Regions from separate parts of the Sus scrofa genome. Here region 1 is linked to region 2. Evidence: chromatin contacts called from public HiChIP or PLAC-seq data. All regions are on one chromosome and are shown on one strand. Each heading gives the region's core, a stretch centred on a gene start, on an enhancer-like site or on the middle of the called end of the contact. The rest is flanking DNA. Distances are from core to core; before and after follow the strand shown.

Evidence for each region. HiChIP or PLAC-seq counts read pairs in DNA pulled down with a chosen protein or histone mark.
Region 1: an H3K27ac HiChIP or PLAC-seq map of skeletal muscle shows a contact between it and region 2. The contact joins the promoter of NIM1K here to the promoter of ZNF131 in region 2. A contact is called at or near these places in 5 of 47 Hi-C or Micro-C datasets (brain, epiblast stem cells, fetal heart ventricle and 2 more) and 2 of 2 datasets of contacts at active chromatin or transcription factors (alveolar macrophages and skeletal muscle).

The regions. Positions count from the first base shown.
Region 1 is chr16:27,856,121-27,861,465 of Sscrofa11.1, reverse strand. It overlaps NIM1K (serine/threonine-protein kinase NIM1), which reads right to left and starts at 3,358. Exons shown (of 5, transcript XM_021077039.1): 1 at 3,167-3,358.
Region 2 is chr16:27,809,783-27,815,564 of Sscrofa11.1, reverse strand. ZNF131 (zinc finger protein 131) reads right to left here and starts at 1,591. Exons shown (of 7, transcript XM_021076671.1): 1 at 1,366-1,591; 2 at 324-462. The coding sequence starts at 447.

The DNA.
Region 1 (5,345 bases), core at 2,109-4,608, 44 kb before region 2:
TATTTTTAGTTTTCTAAGGAATCTCCGTACTATTTTCCACAGTGGTTGCACCAATTTACATTCCCACCAACAGTGTATTGGGTTCCCTTTTCTCCACACCCTCTTCAGCATTTATTGTTTTTAGACTTTTTGATGATGGCCATTCTGGCTGGTGTAAGGTGGTACCTCATAGTGGTTTTGATTTGCATTTCTCTAATAATGAGTGATGTTGAACATCTTTTCACGTGTTTTTTGGCCATCTGAGAAATTACTTGTCTTTTGAATGCAACTTGCCCATCTGTAAAACTGGTTAATATGCCTTAGGATGTATAATGACGGCTGAGCTATCTTTGAAGTTCTCGAGAGAAAGTAATTTATGAACTGTGACCTGATTCATTCAAATCGTAGACTATTTTTGCCTTCTTCTCCTTCTCCTTATTTTGGCCACACCCGAGCCAGGAATTGAATCCACACCACATTAGCGACCCAAGATCTCTGCAAAGACAATGCTGGGTCCTTAACCGGCTTCACCGCAAAGGAACTCCAGACTACTGCCTTCTTAAAAAATTGAATATTTCCTTTTCCCCTGAAATTTATTTATTTATTTTTTAAAATTTTTTATTTTCCCACTGTACAGCAAGTGAGGTTTATAAATTAAGTTCTAGAGAAATTTTTCTAGAATAACCATAGGAAATGACAACCATAGAATGACAACCATAGAATGAAACAAATTTATAACAGTTTGTCCCTTCAACAACTGAAAGAAAATCAGCCAATGAATTAAGGTTCCTTAGTTCCTAGAGAAATGCTGTAATGAGATTTAAAGAATGCAGTTGGATTTTACATTATATTTTATTTTTCACATTTCTCAAAATGGAACAAGATATTTGGCTAAAACATTAATTTACTATGACAAGTTCTTTTTTTAAGCTCTAAGTCTGGGGTTTTCAAATTTTCCAATTATGTGCTATCAACATATAAGTTTAATTTATAGGATTTAATGCTCAGGAATTGTGGATGTGTAAAAAATATAGTCCTTTAAAGACATCAACACTTACTAATAAAAGTATTTAAATGAGACCATCTCTCCACCCAAATTAAACCTTCTTAACTGAAAACCTAAGGCTAAACCAAGAGCATAAAAATAGACTCGATGGCCTATCTGTAGTTATTACTGGGAAATTTAGATTTCACACAAAACGGCCTTTATTTTAAATACAGATAGTTATTGGGGAAAAAAGCACACACCTCAAACTAAATATCTATCCACATTTTTTTCCTAGCACAGAAGGAGGCCTCTCAAAAGATTTTCTCAGGCTTACCACTTAACAGTGGTCAAGCCAAAAATAAACACATGAGGACTTTACTAGGCAAATTCAACACCACACAAAACACCAGTCCATGGAGAGCTGGACTTAGCTTTTTCCCTATTAGCCTCTTTCTGGGCCTCCCACCTACATCCCCCATCTCCTAATTAGAAAGCTAATTAGGATTCCAAATTTATTGCTAAATGGGGAGAGCTATCTGGTCCCCGGCCAGGATTCCTTTAACATCAAACACTCTCCTCTCCCTCCCTTAGTGCAGTAAGCTGTGAGAAGAGATCTGGGCCAGCAGGACTGATTGGCTGGAGGGCAGTGTTTACTCTCAGCTGTCTGAGAGGGAAGATCCGTTTCACAAACTGCAAACTCTGAAAAGACAGAATTAAACAACAACATGTCCTGGGCTTTTAGTACTTTAAAGAAACAAGTATCTTATAGGCTCAATTATTATTACCATGGTAACATGAGGGAAGGTGGGGAGATCTCCTCAAGAACAGTTCCTGGTTCCAGTCAGGCAGCGTCTCAACAGTGCAGGGAGACTTCTTCAGTTACCATGGGAACCGAAATTAGAAGTGCTTTTGCAACACTAACAGAAACCATCTTTTGAAGCTCTTCTGTGAATCACATTGAATACTGATGATGCAAGCTTGAGCGACACATATTTTTCAAACATTAAAAAAAAAAAACCCACCATATTGCCATAAACAAATACTCATTTTAGATTCCTCTTTCCAATCCTGACTTAACTCGGAATCGATTTTTCGGTCTGGTTTTGTCTCCCTTTTGGCTTCCCGCAACCTCGACTGCAAAGACGATTTATTTAATTTCCAAACTTGTCTGGATTGCACGGGTGAGAGCTTAGAACGTGGTTCATTCAATCTCGGTTTGAAATGGGTGAGCAATGGGGTGGGGGAGGGTGGGTCTAATAGAGAACCCTCTTGTCTAATAAACTCCGGAGGACGAAAACGGCGAGGGTGGGGTGCGGAGAGGGGGAAAAAAGCTGAGAGGAACTGAGGAGGAGGGACAGAGGAAAGGGACGAAAAAAGTGCACCGGTTGAACCTTCGATGCCCGTGTTAGGACTAAAAGCACCTTTATCCGTTGCCTTGACCTCTTCATCCACTCAGATACTGTCAGGCACACAAAAGCTGATGAGAAATGGCGTTTTAAAGACCCTGTTGCGATCCTCTCCGGGTGGTACCCCGGAATTCTCGAGCTCCCAATATTCCTGAAGGGACCTCAGGTTAGAGGAGACAGCTTCTCCCTACTTGCCCAGTCTTTCAAAAGAAGCATCTTCAGGGCACAAAGCCGTGTGGGGTGTGGCGGAGGGTTCATTCCTCTGGGCCGCGGCCGTTCTCTGTCAGTTGTCTCCACCGCCCACCGCCAAGTCAGGATCACGCAGGTTCCCCCGCCCTGGTTACAAACTCTCGAGTTTTGGGTTCGCTCCGGCTGGGGCTGGTGGCGCGCAGCTGGTGTGCACGGGGCGAAACGCTGGGCTGCCCTCCCCGCCTCACGTGTGGGCGATCACACAGACAAGGGTGCCCACCCCAAGCCGGGACTCAGGGACACAAGCGCACACACCTCTGGGCGCACGCGTCATCCAGGCACCCGCCGCACCGCCGGCCCACCCTGGACTCTGCCTCTTACGCCCTCTCCTCTCGCGCGCGAAGGGCCTGGGAGGGGACGCCCCCAAAAGCACGTAACCTTCTCCTGACCCCAGTTTGCCCCCCCCTCCCCGGAGTTGTGTCTCCCTTTCCCCTCAGGTTGTGAGGAGGGGAGGCGCCCCTCCTCAGCACCCAGGTCTGCAGCTACTCGGAGGAAGAGGCGACCAGGTCGGGCTCTGGCTGCGAGCCCCGCGGCCCTCGCTTACCTGGGGCGAACCCAGCTCGCGGACTGGCAGTGCCGCGCAGGGTCAGGCGCTCCGGGTGGTTGGCGCTGGCGCGGGGGTTGCGTGGGTGCCCGGGCGCAGCGGCGGGGCGGGAGGCTCCCGGAGCTGTCAGGGGCGGTTGACCTGACTGACCGCGGCCGCTGCAAACCCGGCGCGCCGGCGCGGCTCGGCTCCGCCAAGGGGACCGAGGGGCCCCACAGCGTTTCCCGAAGGACCAATCCGGAGAGGGGGGCTGGCCTGGGGGAGGAGGAGGGGGAGGGGAGAGCTGGGACCGGGAGGCCGGTTGGGCAACTGGGCGCGGGCCTGGACCTCTAGTCTGGTTTCTATGGCAGCAAGGAGGGAGGGGCTGTAGGAAGGGGAGCTGGCTTTGCAGGGGCACCCATCGCAGACTCCCGAGGAGGGGGTTTTGGCCCTGCCACAGAGAGAACCCCTCCTAGAGCACGGACGGGAAACTGCGACACAGCCGAAAGAAGGTTGACACTGCTCCCATCAAGTCACGCCTCATACTGAGCCGCTTCATACTCTTGATCAAAAAGGTTTCTGTGTCCTTGGGAGTCTCGACCCGGTAATCTTCCCAACTAAAGGGAGTTTTCTAGCAAACCACCGTGAGAGCTCCTTCGGGTGAGTCTGGCAGGGTTTAGGCTCTGCAGAAAGAAGTGCCAATGCCACCCTCTGCCCTGATTTCCTCTCAAACATTTGGCCTGGCTCCTTTGGTGGCACTTAGGCAGTGGATCTCCACTTTCCTGTGTGCCCCCCAGCTGTGACCCTCTGGCTAATGGTAGATGTCAAACTTCCAGTTTACAAACAAAGAGGGAATGTGACCCACCGAATACTAAAGCATTGAGGTGATTTACTCCTTCATTTTACAGAGGAGGGAATTGAAGACAGAGAAGTCAGTTAACTTAGTCAGGGTCACACAGCTGCGTAATGGTAGAGCCAAGACTAGGGACCTTAGGTCACAGCTCAGTGAGCACTCTCCACCTCCTCATGTTGCTCTATCCTGGATTCACAGTTGCCAGGGCATATTTACAAAAGCAAAAGAGCTGAGGAGAAAAGTAACCTAAGTTTAAAAACCTTTTTTTTTTTGTCTTTTTAGGGCTGCAGGTGCAGCATATGGAAGTTCCCAGGCTAGGGGTCTAATCAGAGCTGTATCTGCAGGCCTACACCAGAGCCACAGCAATGCCAGATCCGAGCCGACCTACATGGAAGCTCACGGCAACACTGGATGTTGAACCCACTGAGCAAGGCCAGGGATCGAACCTGAAAGATCATGGTTCCTAGTAGGTTTCCTTTCCACTGCGCCAAGACAGAAACTCCTAAAAACCTTCTTATGGTAGAAATTAGAGAACCCAAAGATTCCTGTTTTTGCTACCTACAGACATTGTTATAAATGCTTTCACAAAGAGTAACTGATTAAATCCTCATAATAACTTTTTAAGTTAGGTGCTCTTATTAGCATCCCTGTTTTTACAGATGAGGAGAATGAGACCTAGAAAGGTTATTTGACTTGCTCAGTGTCGCAGTATGACTTGTTCAGTGCTGGTTTTGGGATTCAAACCCGGCAGTCTGACTGGAGTCTGGTGCACTTCCTCACTTCCCTCTGCTGCCTCTTTGAATGATGATTAAAGGAGCCAGAACAAAAACGGCAAGAAATAAAACCTTGGACAGCTCCACGAATCCACGAATTTGACCACTGAGACTGACAGGAAAAGCAAGAATCTGGAATAATTGCTTCCTTGTTTTATGAGAGTTGTCATCTACCTGTGTAGGATAAAGTTTCTCTGTGATAAAAGTGTGTCTTTAAAGGGAGACTTTCTCCTCAAAAGACCAAAGGATTATTCTTAAAAAGAATAGTCTTTTAAGGAGTTCCCGTCATGGCTCAGCCATAACGAATATGACTAGTATCCATGAGGACATGGGTTTGATCCCTGGCCTCGCTCAGTGGGTTAAGAATCTGGCATTGCTGTGAGCTGTGATGTATGTCACAGATGTGACAGCTTGAATCTGGTGTTGCCGTGGCTGTGGTGTAGACCCGCAACTACAGCTCGATTGACTCCTAGCCTGGGAACTTCCATATGCGGTGGGGGTGACCCAAAATAGACCAAAAAAAAAAAAAAAAAAAAGAGTAGTCTTAAAATAATACATGCCATCATTCTTTCTC
Region 2 (5,782 bases), core at 342-2,841:
TGAGACTTCTCAAAGCAGTTTATCATCAGAACTCCACTAACCGAACATTTGGAGACATCCTCCCTATCCCAATACCATCATGGTGCACTAATGTGTGCAATGGGAAACACTTCAAAAGGCTGCAAGTTGTTAAAATGCCATGTTTATGTTGAAAGCGTGACCAGCCTTCTGCAGCATGGTCTACCGTGAGGGGACATTTAAGTGCACACCCCCCGCAGACTTTAGATACAGAGTCCTTAGAAGGTGGGTAAAAAAGGCGGGTGGAGGAAAGGGAGATGAGAACTGAAGCCACAATTCGCTCCTCAGCCCACCACCGTACCCACCGTCGACAATCAAGGTGATGTCAGTAAACCGGTCCTGCTCTCGCTGTTCATTCAATCGGTCCAGGATCATTTTATGATGTTCAGGGAACTCCTGAAGGCATTCCATCGTCTCTTCGGCCTCCATGGCCGTCGGGTTGCTCTACAAAAGAGGAGCATGATAATGTACACTCATGAGCTCGGGCTGAGGAACAAAACCCCTAAAGCATAAAACAACAACAACAAAAAAACAAAACCCAGCAACGTGAAAAGAAGGGGGGAGGGTGAGGCAAGAGGAGAGGAAAACGAGTGAAGAAAGAAAGGCGAGCCGGGCGGCCGCCGCGCGTAGGGCGCCGGAGCCGCGGCCGCGGGACTCCGAGCCTGACCTAATTGGAGTCGGGAGACGCGAGCTGGAGCGGGGTGGGCACAGCGCCGGAGGCTCCGGGCGCTGGGGCGCGCAAGTCCGGCAGGGGAGGGGACCCGACAGCCGCCGCGGCCCTCTAACGGCCCGCCAAGCCCTTCGGCCCGGCCCTGGCTTCCACCGCCCCGGGACCCGGTCCGGCCCGCGGCCCACAACGACTCCCGGGTCGCCTCTCCCTCCCCCGCCCTCCCTCTTCTCCCCCGCCCCGACCGGGCCGGCACTCACTCAGGGAAGGAGGAGCGGCCCGGGCTTGCGCGTCACTTACGTCGACGTGCTGCGTCACCGCGTCGTGCTCCGGCTGACGCGGACGCCTACTGAGCGCCGACCCACTGAGCTACGCCCCCACCCGCCCTCTTGTAGTGGCAGGGCGGAGCTAACGGAGAGGATTTGGCGCTCGCGGAGCCGAGGGCGCCAGCTCTGGAAGGAGGAAGTGCGGGTGTGGTTGGGTTGAGCCGGTATAGGGCCTGGCTTTGTCCTGAGTGGAGCCCCACCTTCCACCCACGCCCACGTCTGATTCCAGGTGTGAACACTTCCAACCCGGACCTCAGAATAAACTCGCAACCGGTTCCCAGTGTGCTTTTGCTTAACCGCCCCCAGTCCCGCCCCGCCCCCTTCCCTCCCAAGGCCTAGGTCCGGCCGCCTTACCTAGCTCACGATCCTCCCTCTCTCCTTTCCGTCCCCGAAAGCCTTTCCTTCTCTGCTCTCCCCTCTTGGGGTGTGACTCGCCCCACGCTTTTCCCTACCCCTAAACGACGCCTCGCCCGCCATTTCCTGCGAGTGTCGGAGCTCTCTCCGCTTGGGTCCGGCCGGCGCACGTGCGCTCGCTCCGAGACCCGGGTGGCCGCCGCGCCGGCTGCGGCGGCCACGGGCGCGAGCACGTTCCGGCCGCCTAGGATCTTCCTCCCGGGTGCCCGCCCTCTCAGTGCTCGGCGAGTAGCACATGTTTGCTAGGCTCAGGACCTGCATCTGCTCTGATTTTTACACCTAGTACTATTACTGCAGCTCTCTGTTTCCCAATCTGCGCGCTTGAAGAGGCCGTTGACCCATAATCAGCTCACGTAACTGAAGTCATTCATTCATTCCTCTGAAAAAATGACTTTTTGAAGATGATATGATCAAGGCTTAGTCTTTTCTCTCAAAAGGAAGATTGGGATTAGGGAAGAATTTAGTATTGATTAAGGGTAAATGTAACTATTTCATTAGTCATTTATTGAGAGCCGGCGTTGTGCTAAGGCACTGTTTAAGGGACTGGGAAATCCAACAGTGAATAACTCATATGTAGTTTCTGCCTTCCCAATCTTAGTTTATGGAGGAGACATTTTGAACATTTAATTGCATGAGTGCTGACTACCGAGTGTTATGAGATGTGAAGAACAAGATAATCTGGGAGTCAAGGAAAACTGGTGACCTATAAGAAGCAATATGAAGTTGAGTGTTCTTAGCCAAGAGGCACCAAGGCTACAGCATTCCAGGAGCTGAAAGAATGTTACTAGACAGACCCACAGGGGCCTTGTAAAAAGTGCTGAAGATGTTAAGATTTTCTTATAGTCACAATGGAAAGTCTTGAAGGTTGAGCAGGAAAGCGACATGGTAAATTTTACTTTTTTTTGTCCTGGCTCAATGTATTGTGGAAATTCCTAGGTCAGGGCTGCTGCAGTGACCACACTGGATCCTTAATCTGCTGCACCACAAGGGAACTCTGTTTAAGAAGAGAATTATAGGGAGTTCCCGTTGTAACACAGCGGAAATGAATATGACTAGGAACCATGAGGTTGCCGGTTCCATCCCTGGCCTTTTTCAGTGGGTTAAGGATCTGGTGTTGTCCTGAGCTGTGGTGTAGGTCGCAGACGCTGCAAGGTTCCTGTGTTGCTGAGGCTCTGGTGTAGGCTGGCAGCTGTAGCTCCGATTCAACCCCTAGCCTGGGAACCTCCATATGCTGCGGGTGTGGCCCCAAGGGGGGCAAAAAAAAAAAAGAGAATTATAGCTCTAATATGGAAAATAGATTAAATGGGACAAAATACAAAGAGTAAAGACTTATTGAGAAGGTGTTAGTAATCTAGATGAAACCATGGTGGCAAATGGGATTAGAAAACTAGATGGAATATGAAAAAAGTACATGTATATAAAGAAAAAACTAGATAGAATCTAGAGACAGAATCAACATTGTCTGGAAAGTACCTCATGGCTATATATATAAGAGAGAACAGTCAAGGATGGCTTCAAGATTTTTGGCTTGAGCTGGTAGGTTGTTGGTACCATTTACCAAAATAGGGAGTACAACTGGAGGAACTGACTGGGGAGAGATGAGGCAGGGAAGGATAATTTTAAGGAGACAGCTAAATGGAGACGATGTCGTCTAAGTAATTCATATAAGAATCTATGGAGCTTAGAAAAGAGAGCTAACCTTAGAGATTTGGAAAATTTTAGCATAAAGAGGATATTGAGGCCACGAAAATGGATGAGATTGTTTTAGGAGAATCTGCAGAGATGATAGACTGGTAGCTTATAGGTCTAATTGGACTGCTGGTGTTTTAATATCATCATCATCATTATTCATAGCTGAGGAAATCACACTTATAAATAGGCATTTGGGAAATTCCAGTATATAGGGCTGCTTTCCTGTAGAACAACAATAGGATTAAGCCAGATAGAGACTACCATCTCTGTGTAGGATTTGAACTATCCAGTTCACCACAGCCCCCAATCACTTTCTAGTGTCTTCGACCCAGTGCATATCATTCAGTTTTTACTTGTCTTTTTCCTAAAGCATTTGAATTTGGACTCTTGGCCTATAGGGTCATAATGAAAGAGGGTATAGTACTTTATCCCTGAGAAGTATCAAGTTTGTGGGCTTAGTGGGAAAGAAAGACTCTGGAAGGACAGTATGGTAGCTGGAGAAAGGGAAAACTGGAGGAGCATGACATCAATGAGGTCAGTGTTTCAAAAGAGGGGGTATAATCAGTAGTACTACAAGTGCTCAAGCTAAATAATGATTAGAAATGGTCCGGGTCGGGGTGGGGGAAACCCATATCCAAGTAGGTTAAGGAATAATTAAGAAAAGAAATTGAGATGATTCTTAATGATAGAACTCATTAGAAAGTGAGAGAATAGAGAAAGGAGTACCTGTAGAGAGTGATGGATCAAGTCAGTTTTAGTTTTTGTGTTTTGAGATGGGAGAGACCTAACTAACTTAAATGCTGATAGAGGAAAATCCAGCAGAGGAAGATGATAAAAATACAGGAGGAAAAGGGGCTAATTGTGCAAAAGGGGAAGAGACTGGAGAAGATGAAGTTGAGAGAATAGGTGAACAAATCAGCCTTAGATAAGAAGAAGGACATCTTGGAATTCCTGCTGTAGTGCAGCAAGTTTAGGATGTCTCTGCAGCAGCTCAGGTTTGATCTCTGGCATGGCACAGTGTGTTAAGGAGCCAGTGTTGCCGTAGCTGCTGCATCATTGCAGCTGCAGCTCAGATTTAATTCTTGGCCCAGGAGACTTCTACATGCCTTGGGTGTGGCCAAAAGAGAAAAAAAAGAAGAAGGACATCTTTCTATTAGCATTGAAATGAAATAACTAATAGGTAGGGCGCTCTTAGGAGTGTAGATTTGCTTTCAAGAGGTTGAGAAAATTCCCATCTAACTGAAAACCACTATTTTCTCCATGAAATAGATGGCTAGGTTGTCTACTAAAAGACAAGATTAGGAGAAGAAGGGTGCGTGTGTGTGTATGTGTGTGTTGGGGAGGAAAAACTTGAGATTGGGAGATGTATTCGTTATTTAAGGCTGTGTAACAAATTGCCCCAAAATGTAGTGGCTTAAAACAGTCTTGTCATTTCAGTTTTTTGGGTCAGAAATGTGAATGTTCCTTAGCTAGGTTTTCAGGGTTTCTCACAAGTTTCGAATCAAGACATCAGCCGGGGCTGCTGTCATCTCAAGGCCCAGCTGGAGCAGGAACTGATTCTAAGATCACTTAAGTGGTTGTTGATAGAATTCACTATCCCCTGGGTTATTAGCCTGAGGACTTCAGTTTTCTTTACACCACCTCTCTCCATTTGAGGCTCACCATAGAGGCTGACAGCTAGATTCCATCAACAAAAGTAAGAGAGAGCAGGCAAGACAGAAGCCAGGAGTTCCCATTAGGGCTCAGTAGGTTAAGAACCTGAGGAGTTCCCATCATGCCTCAGTGGACTCGAATCTGACTAGCATCCATGAGAATGCAGTTTTGATCCCTGGCCTCGCTCAGTGAGTTAAGGATCCAGTGGCTATAGCTCCAATTCAACCCCTAGCCTGGGAACCTCCATATGCCTAAAAAAAAAAAAAAAAAAAAAAAAAAAAAAGACCAAAACCAAAACAGTATCTGCAGAGTGTAATAAATCAAAGCACAGTAAAACAGGACATGCCTATCCCAGAAGGCATGATTATTGGGAGCAATCTTAGAAGCTGCCTGCTGCAGAATGAAAAAATTTGAAATTGATCCTGGACATAGTGATATCAGAGTAGCATCAACAGAATTTGGTAGAAGTTGATGACCACAATTTTGTATCATAATGGTCTGTTAGACATCATTGATTTCCTCCAGAAGCATTTAGTAATTAAGGACTATGAGGATAGGTGACATAAGAATGAAATTAGTGTTAAAATGCAATTTTCCATGATGCAGGCTTTGTGTCAGTTAATAACAACCAGGTTTATAGATGTTCACTGGAGTTAGAATGGGTTTTCAAACTTAAGGAGAATTGACAAACTAAGGGTAGTACTAGCTACTGTATCCCTGTGTATGTTTCAGGGCAACATTGGGAAAGTATTGTTTTTAAGTTTGGTTTGAAAAATAGTCTCAGTTGAAATCTTGGTTCAACCTAACAGCTGAGTGACTGTGGGCAAATTGTTTAACTTCATTAAACTTCCATTTCCTCATCTTTAAACTAATGTTCTTCCCATTGTGGTTCAGCGGTAATGAACCTGACTAGTATCCGTGAGGATGTGGGTTCTATCCCTGGCCTTATTCAGGGGGTTAAGGGTCTGGCATTGCTGTGAGCTGTGGTGTAGGTTGCAGATGCGGCTTGGAT